Regions from separate parts of the Mus musculus genome. Here regions 2 and 3 are each linked to region 1. Evidence: chromatin contacts called from public HiChIP or PLAC-seq and promoter capture Hi-C data. All regions are on one chromosome and are shown on one strand. The core of a region is the stretch at or near the end of the contact, and the rest is flanking DNA. Distances in the headings are between cores, read along the strand shown.

Region 1 (2,700 bases), core at 97-2,596:
TCCCGGGCGAGCAGGGCCCGGAGGCCGGGGCTGCAGGCGCCGAGCCTACTCACCGGGAGCTGGCGGAGTGAGAGCCGGCGCGCCCCACGGCCGGACGACCGGGGCGCGGCCCCGGCGCGCGGCCCTCCGCCCGGCCCTCGCTCGGCAGCGCGGCGAGCTGGGCGCTCACTCCAGCCGCCGCCGCCGCAGCTTCGCCACCTTAGCCGCCATCTTGCCTCAACCCCACTCCCTCCCCCTCAGGCCGGGCGGCCGCGCTGAGGCGGCTCAGACTTGGGCTCCTCCTCCTTCCGGAGGGTTGGGGAGACGACTCCCTCCCCGGGAGAACGGAGTGCGGCTCTTACCTCGGCCTCGCTTCCTGGGTCGCGGACGCCGCGCCGGTTCTTTTCAAGTTGTCCCTCGCACTCATGCCCGCCCCGGCAGCGCTGCCTCCGGCCCGACCCGCCGCCGCCGTGGCAGCCATCGCGTCCTCGGCCTGGAGCGTCCCCGCGAGCCTGCCACTCCCGCGCGCCCGGGGCCTTCCCCTCAGGCGTGGGAAAGGACCGGGAGCCCGGCGCGAGGTTAGCCTTGCGACCCCTGCGCGCCGCCAAAGCGGCTACCCCGTCCCCTCGCCGCCAAAGAGAAACCTCAGCCCACGTGGCTGGGACGCACGTTAATTTCACACCGAGTGTTCCTCGGCATGGCGGGCGAGGCCTCCTCCACGGCGTGGCTCCTTAATCTCTGCCTCTTAAGAAAACTTAAGGGGCCTGCCGACCTCACCCTTCGAGTGAAATGACATTTCCTCTTAGCCGCTTACTTTTTCCTCTTGCAAAGCCGCCATCTGAGAAAGAACAAACGGTGACCCGCTTCGGAAAAACTTTTATTCCGGATAACGGGCTGTTTTATACAAAGTTTGAAGTCATAAAACGAGTTGAAAGGAGAATGCTGACGTTTGTTTTAGAATGCTTCCCTTTTGGCCGGCGTGCTGACACGCCTGAAATCCCAGCTCAGGAGGCAAAGGAATGGGAATCATTGCAAACTCGCATGGTCTGCATATAGTGAGTTTAGGGGAACACGCAGAGAGAGACGCGATCTCAAAATAACTCTAAAAATGCTTCCTTCCTTTTAAGCACACTGAACGGTAAGAAAGACACTTAAGACCGCAAAGTGCGGCTGAGCTCTGAAACTGGAGCAGATAGAGGATTCCGCCACCGAGGAGACGGGGCAGTATGGGTGGAAGTTTCCACGCTAGACCACGAATCTTGGTCTCCAGCCGCCGCCGCACTCTGACCCACGGAACGCAGTTTCAGCCGGTTCCGTTTTCCCGCAGGGAACCCGAGTCCACCCGCAGCCTGCCTTCCTGCGCAGGCGCAGTGCCACTTACCCGGCATGGAATTGGTGGGTTTCTTGTGTGTGGCCGTGGCTGTCCTGACTTGGGGCTTCCTCCGGGTTTGGAACTCAGCGGAACGAATGAGGTCTCCGGAGCAGGCGGGCCTGCCGGGAGCCGGAAGCCGGGCCCTTGTAGTGATCGCGCACCCGGACGATGAAGCCATGTTCTTTGCTCCCACCATGCTAGGCTTGGCACGCCTGGAGCAGCAGGTGTCCCTGCTCTGCTTCTCCTCAGGTAGGAGACTGTAGGAGGGTCGCTGGGTTAGGGAACTAACCGATCTTAGTTAACTTCTTCCGGAAAGGTTTTCTGTCGTAGGTAGCTACTTTCTCTGTGCTGGTCAGTCTGGGGACAGAAACAGCCGACTTCCCAGATAGGTTAGGGAACCCCGAGCGAATTCCATCCTAGCCAAATCGAGGAGCAGAAAAGTGGTTGTTCATCATTGGTTCCGTTCAGTACCTTCATGTTCCTTTGGGAACTGCGACTGTACTGGATGTTTTGGGTTTTTTATAAAGACAGTCTCACTGTAATCTAGCATCCCAGGCGTGAGCCGCTGTGCCTGACCTGTTATCCTGAGGAACCGTCTATTTGCAAAAGGATCAAATAAAATCATGCACCAGACAATTTGAGCTGTATGGTGTCTGCTCAGCCCACCAACTTTCTTTCCTAATAATAGCAAAAGACCTTCCTGCTGCTTTGAAACCCATTTTCTGCTACAAAGATTCATGTGTCAAATTGGGAGATTTTTTGTTTAACTTCAGACAAATAGAAATACATTTATAGATAATTTTAGAGTTCATCTGTACCCAGCTATTATTAAAAGAATTCTTCAAAAATGAGACTTGAATAATGATACAGACAAAAACAAACGAGAAAACCAGGATACCCTAAATATGGTGATGACTGGACAATGTGAAGTGTATACATACAGTGGGTGAATTTTATAGCAAAGTATACCTCAATAAAGCTGATTTTCAAAATTGCTCAGGACCTTTTTTCCCATGTGGTTGTTGTGTTGTTCTCTTTTGGGGGGCCAGGGGTGTTTTTGTTGTTGTTGTTTTGTTTTTTTGTTTTTCTAAACAGGGTTTCTCTGTATAGCCCTGGCTGTCCTAGAACTCACTCTGTAGACCAGGCTGGCCGAGAACTCAGAAATCTCCCTGCCTCTGCCTCACAAGTGCTGGGATTAAAGGCATGCGCCACCACTGCCCAGCTTCTTCGGGTGTTTGGTTGGTTTGGTTTGGTTTGGTTTGGTTTGGTTTGGTTTTTCGAGACAGGGTTTCTCTCTGTGTATAGCCCTGGCTGTCCTGGAACTGGCTTTGTAGACCAGGCTGGCCTCG
Region 2 (2,700 bases), core at 1-2,500, 170 kb after region 1:
AGAAGGTGGGTAGGCTTCTTGTCCTCTGTCTTGCCACACTGGGTCCCATGTCTACAAGCCCCCATATGCCAAGCCATGTGGGGCCATCATATTCTTAGAAAGACCAAGAAAGACCACTGGAGACTGGGCAGGTCAGACTGGGTGCAGACTGCATCTCTCCAGGGCTATCCTTAGCTGTCTCCTTTACCCTTCAACTCAGGAGCCCCATGGCAGACAATGGCTGTCTCTACGGTGTCTCACTGGCATCCCAGAGTTGGAAAGGGTGGAAGAAAGATGCCCCCTCCAGGAGGGGAGAAGTTGGGTAACTGAGTCACAGGGTATCACCTTCCTGAAGAATTTTTAGCTGGGGTGGGCCTCCCAAAGGTCCAAAGGCTACAGTAGGAAACACCAGCCCGGGGCTGGGCAAAGGCTGCTATTTTACTGCTTGTTCAATTTCCGGCCTGGCCTGGGTCCAAGCACACTTGTGTTACAAGGGCATATCACGGTACCTGGGTATCTTTTCTGTGTCTCTTCCTCTAAGTCAGTTCACTGGGGACTTTTGTATCACAGTCCATAAACTGGATGTGAGGGAGGAGAGCTAATTAGCTCCTCAGGGTATCCCCAGATGGCTGCAACTTTTGCCATGGCCCTGGGGAAGCCAGCTCCCCTGACTGTAGGCATGAAGGTACCAGTGTTGTGTGAGGGAACTGGAAAAATCAAATCCAGATGTGGCTGGCCTTGGAGGGGCTGTTGCCTTGCAACAGGGAGGCACTCAGGAGGCTCTCCTCTTCTTCACTGTGTCCTCACTAGAGAACAGCATATCTCTAGGAACCATGCGCACAGATGGCTGCTCATCAGACAGTCTGGGTGAGTCTCTCAAACAGCACTGAGTCACTGCTGATGGGAGCTCCCTTAGGAGGGTGTAGCTGGGCTAGCCCCAAGCCGCTAACTGCTTCCTGCAGTGCCTAAAGGTGACAGGCACACAGGGCATCTCAAGGAGGCGAGCCCCATATGACACTAGCTCAGATAAGCAGGTTTGGAGACATTTTGCAATGGGACAAGCAATGATGGGCTTAGAGCCAAGGCTATGGCTTCCAAAGGGCAAGTATACATCCATTCTGGAAGGCCGAACAGCACATTCCAAGGTCTAAAGACCAGGGGAGGAGCCTGAGGCCCTTTGGAAAAATGAGGCTCTTCAAGGGCCTCTTCCAGGGACATAACTTGCGTCATATTGGGCTCTGTATAGATCCCTGTCCCAAACAACCTGCTGTGACAGCTTGAAGGCAGCTGCAGCAGGCCTGGAAACCGGCTGTTGGGGGAAAGCAGGGTAGCAGCCGTTCACAACGGGAAACAGCCTCTCTTCTTATGTCTTTATTCCCTTTGGAAAATTCAGTTACTTTCATAAAAATCTATTTTTCTCTTATGCAAATTTATTATAAAAAATTTAAAGTTACACACACACACACACAACCCCACCCAGCTTTGTTGAGATATAATCCACACAATTTATTCATCCATAGGACACACTCTGGGGCTGAGGTATATAGCTCAGGGCAGAGTAGCCAAGGAATCCAGGGCCCTCCTCTGGCCTCCCTAATACTCTGCATCTGTGAGGCGTTGGGTTCAACCCTCAGCACACACACACACACAAACCAAAACCAAAACAACAACAACAAAGCCAATCCTAAAGTGAAGCTTTGTACAACCACCATGATACATTTTAGAAGATTTTCATTACCAAGAAACTTTGTGACCATGACCCCAATCCCATGTCTCCCCTCTCAGGCACTGGGCAATCACACCTGCTTCCTGTCTCTCTGTATTCTGAACTTCCTTCTCCTTTGTTATCTACTGTAATTATAGATCTTTCCACAATGTTGCCTTCTCCCTATTGTTACTAATTTTAAGTTAATATAGGTAAGCCCTTTAGAGACCCTCCTCCTTAAAAAAAGAAAGGAAGAAAAGATTTACTTAGCCAGGCATGGTGGCTCACACCTTTTATCCTGGCACCCAGTCTACTGAGTGAGGTCCAGGACAGCCAGGGATACAGAAACAAAAATCAAAACACACCCTGCCCCCAACATTTACTTATTTTTATTTTATGTGAATGAGTGCTTGCTTCAATGCACGTGCCCTGTGTGTGTGCCTGGTACCAGGGAAGTCAGAAGAGGGCACTGCATTCCCAGGAACTGGAGTTACAGATGGTTGTGAACTGCCATGTGCATGATGGGAACAGAACCTAGGTCCTCTGCAAGAGCAACAAGTGCTCTTATCCACAGAGCCACCTCTCTGGCCCCTTAAGTCCCTTTGTTTTAATTTCTAATACTATAACTAGCATTAGATAGGATCTCCACAAGGGAAACCTCTTTGCAGCCCTCAATAAATCTGAGGGCTACCCAAACCATTCAGGAACTGATGCAACAGAAAAATGTGTTATTCCGGGAGGAAGAGACTAAGAGGAAGGAAGTAGGGAGTCCCAGGAAATTCTGTGGCTCTGAACCCTGAAAAACTTCTCTGGACATACAGCTAGCTTTGCCTATTACTACTGCGCCCAACCCTCCAATGAAGTGCCCGGTCTATGTGGGCACAGATTATGTGGTGGTACTGGGGGTTCAAGGGAAATTCATGCCCACAGCTGGTGTCTGGAAGAAAAAAACATTACCAACCCAAGGGACAGAGCCCTAGACTTTCCACTAGAGAGAGCTCGCACCATGGGGACAG
Region 3 (2,700 bases), core at 175-2,674, 200 kb after region 1:
TTTTTTGTACACTGAGCATTGAATGAGCCGTCTTATGTCGGGCATGAGGCTTTTCAATGAGAGTGGGATTTGTGGACTGGAAGAGACTATAGCAGTATATGCAGGCAGGTTATATAAAATGTTCAGAGCGACACAGTTCTACTGGTGGTATGGGATGAATAGCCAGTTCTCCTTCTCCCTAGGTGGCCTGGGAACGTCAGTGTAAAGCTGATATATAACCGGAAGCCTGAAACATAACAATATTCTCACTACATTTTGCTGGCTGAGGAGGGACAGGTTTCATCAGTGTCTGGTTCAAGCACTTCCTGGTATACTCCATCTCCACACTTGATTCTTTGGTGATTGAGGAGGCCCCAGCCAGCCAGCAGAGAGCACGGGGCCTGGAAAGGTATTTGGACAGTGTCCTGGACTTTCACTGAATGATAGACACCACCAGTTATTCTATTTTGTTAAACTAACTAGCAAGTGAAAGAAAGGAATCAAGGTTGGTGTTCTCGGGCCTGTTTGTAGAGAGTTACACACATGGGGTTGTGAAAAATCAGCTGTGGGGCTGGAGAGAAGGCTCAACAGTTTAGAGCTTGGTTCTCTTGCAGAGCTCCCCGTTTGGTTCCCAGCACCCATCTGTAACTCCAGTGCCTGGGGAACTAGATGCCCTCCTCTGCAGGCACTATACATGATACACATACAGATACATAATTAAAAACAAAAATCTTTTTAAACTTGCTTATTCGGGTCCAGATTGCGCTGCTCAGCTGGAATACTTAGACTTTACATGAGAATCCTCATCGCTCGGAAACTCCAGCAGCTATGTTCTTTCTTCCCAGTTGTGTTTCAAATGAATCCTTATTGATTGATCACACATCGCAATCAAGTTATTTTCCAATAACCACCTTTACTGAGTTTCTAGAGCCTTGTATGTTCTTATGAATATAGAATCTAATACTTCAATCTGTAGCAGTCTGCAAATCTAGAGTTCATGGGGACGACAAGCTAAGCCCAGACACTCAGCTCAGAGCTTTCCGTGGAGTGCAAAGGAATCCCCCATCCACAACAGCCAGGAAAGCTGTTTAGCAAAGTAACACCCTGCTGGCAGGTGTTTAGGAGATAAAGCAAACTATTGGCATCCCAAGGCTTGCCTGGCTGTTACTACTTCCTGTTTTTAACAGACACAAAGGAATCATTACAGTCCATTTCCTGGAAATAACATCCTTCCTAAGAGCCTGTTTCATCACCCTCGGAAAGAACAAGAATTGCTTAGATGTTCAAAAATATTGTCTTACATTACGCAAATAATAATAATAAAAATCTTGTTTCTGCATAGAAATTTCAGGGGACATGTAACAGCCCAGAAAGACTATTCTTTACAGACAAGCCAGCGTGGTAAAACAAAACAAAATAAGCAACAAAAGAGTCTTAGTTCCAGTCACAAAGGAAGAGAACAATTAGAAGCCTTAGCGAGGAGTAGTACACATCACTTCAGGTCACTTCTGTAATTGTCACATGGTCCCACTAAATTGCAAAGGACGCTAGAGTGTTTCTTTTCGAGTTGTCCTGGCTTTGCCAAGCAGTGAGTGCGGCATCTCTGGAGATTATTCTCCTAGTCTGGTAACAGCTCAGCTGAGAACTTGAGGACACGTCATGCGGTTCTCTCTGGGTCTTCAAGCCAGCGCCTCTGCTACTCTGTCAGTAATTTTGTGAGCAAAACGGAACAGCAATCCTCGGAGCTTTGCAAGTGATAAAGAGGTTGAAGGTGCTATTTCATTACATTCAATATCCAGCTGACAGGCTGTTTCTTTCTTTTTTTTTTTTTAAAGATTTATTATTATATCTAAGTACACTGTAGCTGTCTTCAGACACACCAAAAGAGGGTGTCAGATCTTATTAAGGATGGTTGTGAGCCACCATGTGGTTGCTGGGATTTGAACTCATAACCTTTGGAAGAGCAGTCAGTGCTTTTACCCGCTGAGCCATCTCTCCAGCCCCTGACTGTTTCTTTCTTATGTAGAACAATTGTTCTTACTTGAGGGTGACTTTTGTGCCCAAGGTTTCTGTATTAAGGTTCTCTAGAGTTACAGAACTTATTGAATGAATCTATCTATCTATCTATCTATCTATCTATCTATCTATCTATCTATCTATCTATCTGGAATTAATTGGAACAACTTAAAGGCTGCAGACCAACTAACCCAACAATGGCCAGCTGTGAGTGGGAAGTCCAAGAATGTAGTAGTAGTTCGGTCCTACAAGGCTTGGTGTTTCAGCTGGTCTTCTGTCTAAGCTGGAACCCTGAAGAATTAGGCTCCAATAGACGTGCTGGCAATAAGTGCAAGCAGGTGAAGAAGGAACGCTCCCATCTTCTGTTGTCCTCCAGATCTGGATTAAAGATGTGTGTCCATCCAGATTAAGATCTTGTGTTGTCTTCCTGCTTCAAGATCCAGATCAAAAGTGTGCCCTCTGTGGATTGTAGTTCATTCCAGATATAGTCAGGTTGACAACCAAGAATAGCCAACATGGTTTGCACACTATTTTCAAACTAAACAGCAAGTGATAAAAAGTCATAAACCTGGAGTTTTCAGGCCTGTTTGTCAGAACAATTCACATGAGGTTGTAAAACTCCAGCTGTGGGACTGGAGAGATGGTTCAGTTGTTAGAGCCCCAGGTGTGGTCGCCAAGATCCCTGGTCTAATTCTGGAATCCACA

Evidence for each region. Promoter capture Hi-C pulls out the DNA fragments that hold promoters and counts their contacts. HiChIP or PLAC-seq counts read pairs in DNA pulled down with a chosen protein or histone mark.
Region 2: a contact with region 1 is called in a promoter capture Hi-C map of the HPC-7 cell line, with 4 times the contacts expected there. The contact joins the enhancer-like site here to the promoter of Pigl in region 1. A contact is called at or near these places in 8 of 39 promoter capture datasets (3T3-L1-derived adipocytes, the C10 cell line, the HPC-7 cell line and 3 more), 3 of 115 datasets of contacts at active chromatin or transcription factors (the 230-238 cell line, the SCID.adh cell line and neural tube) and 3 of 9 other capture datasets (adipose tissue, liver and pancreatic islet).
Region 3: a contact with region 1 is called in an H3K4me3 HiChIP or PLAC-seq map of embryonic stem cells, with 12 read pairs. The contact joins the enhancer-like site here to the promoter of Pigl in region 1. A contact is called at or near these places in 8 of 39 promoter capture datasets (3T3-L1-derived adipocytes, the C10 cell line, the HPC-7 cell line and 4 more), 6 of 484 Hi-C or Micro-C datasets (the MNK3 cell line, the N1E-115 cell line, embryonic stem cells and 2 more), 7 of 115 datasets of contacts at active chromatin or transcription factors (the SCID.adh cell line, bone marrow-derived macrophages, embryonic forebrain and 3 more) and 4 of 9 other capture datasets (adipose tissue, embryonic stem cells, liver and 1 more).

The regions. Positions count from the first base shown.
Region 1 is chr11:62,457,095-62,459,794 of GRCm38.p6, forward strand. Pigl (phosphatidylinositol glycan anchor biosynthesis, class L) reads left to right here and starts at 1,347. Exons shown (of 7, transcript NM_001039536.4): 1 at 1,347-1,600. The coding sequence starts at 1,366. It also overlaps a transcript of Ncor1 not described here.
Region 2 is chr11:62,623,976-62,626,675 of GRCm38.p6, forward strand. The region is part of intron 1 of Lrrc75a (leucine rich repeat containing 75A); the gene reads right to left. Among named protein-coding and RNA genes, the nearest start is that of Lrrc75aos1, 9.4 kb to the right of the region's middle. Within about 2 kb of position 1,251, at least 140 of the 459 cell types and tissues checked have an H3K27ac peak or open chromatin away from gene starts, as enhancers often do. A contact at or near this core is called in 3T3-L1-derived adipocytes and the HPC-7 cell line, where this site is marked.
Region 3 is chr11:62,659,982-62,662,681 of GRCm38.p6, forward strand. The region is part of intron 1 of Mmgt2 (membrane magnesium transporter 2); the gene reads left to right. Among named protein-coding and RNA genes, the nearest start is that of Mmgt2, 13 kb to the left of the region's middle. Within about 2 kb of position 1,425, at least 9 of the 459 cell types and tissues checked have an H3K27ac peak or open chromatin away from gene starts, as enhancers often do. A contact at or near this core is called in the HPC-7 cell line and embryonic stem cells, where this site is marked.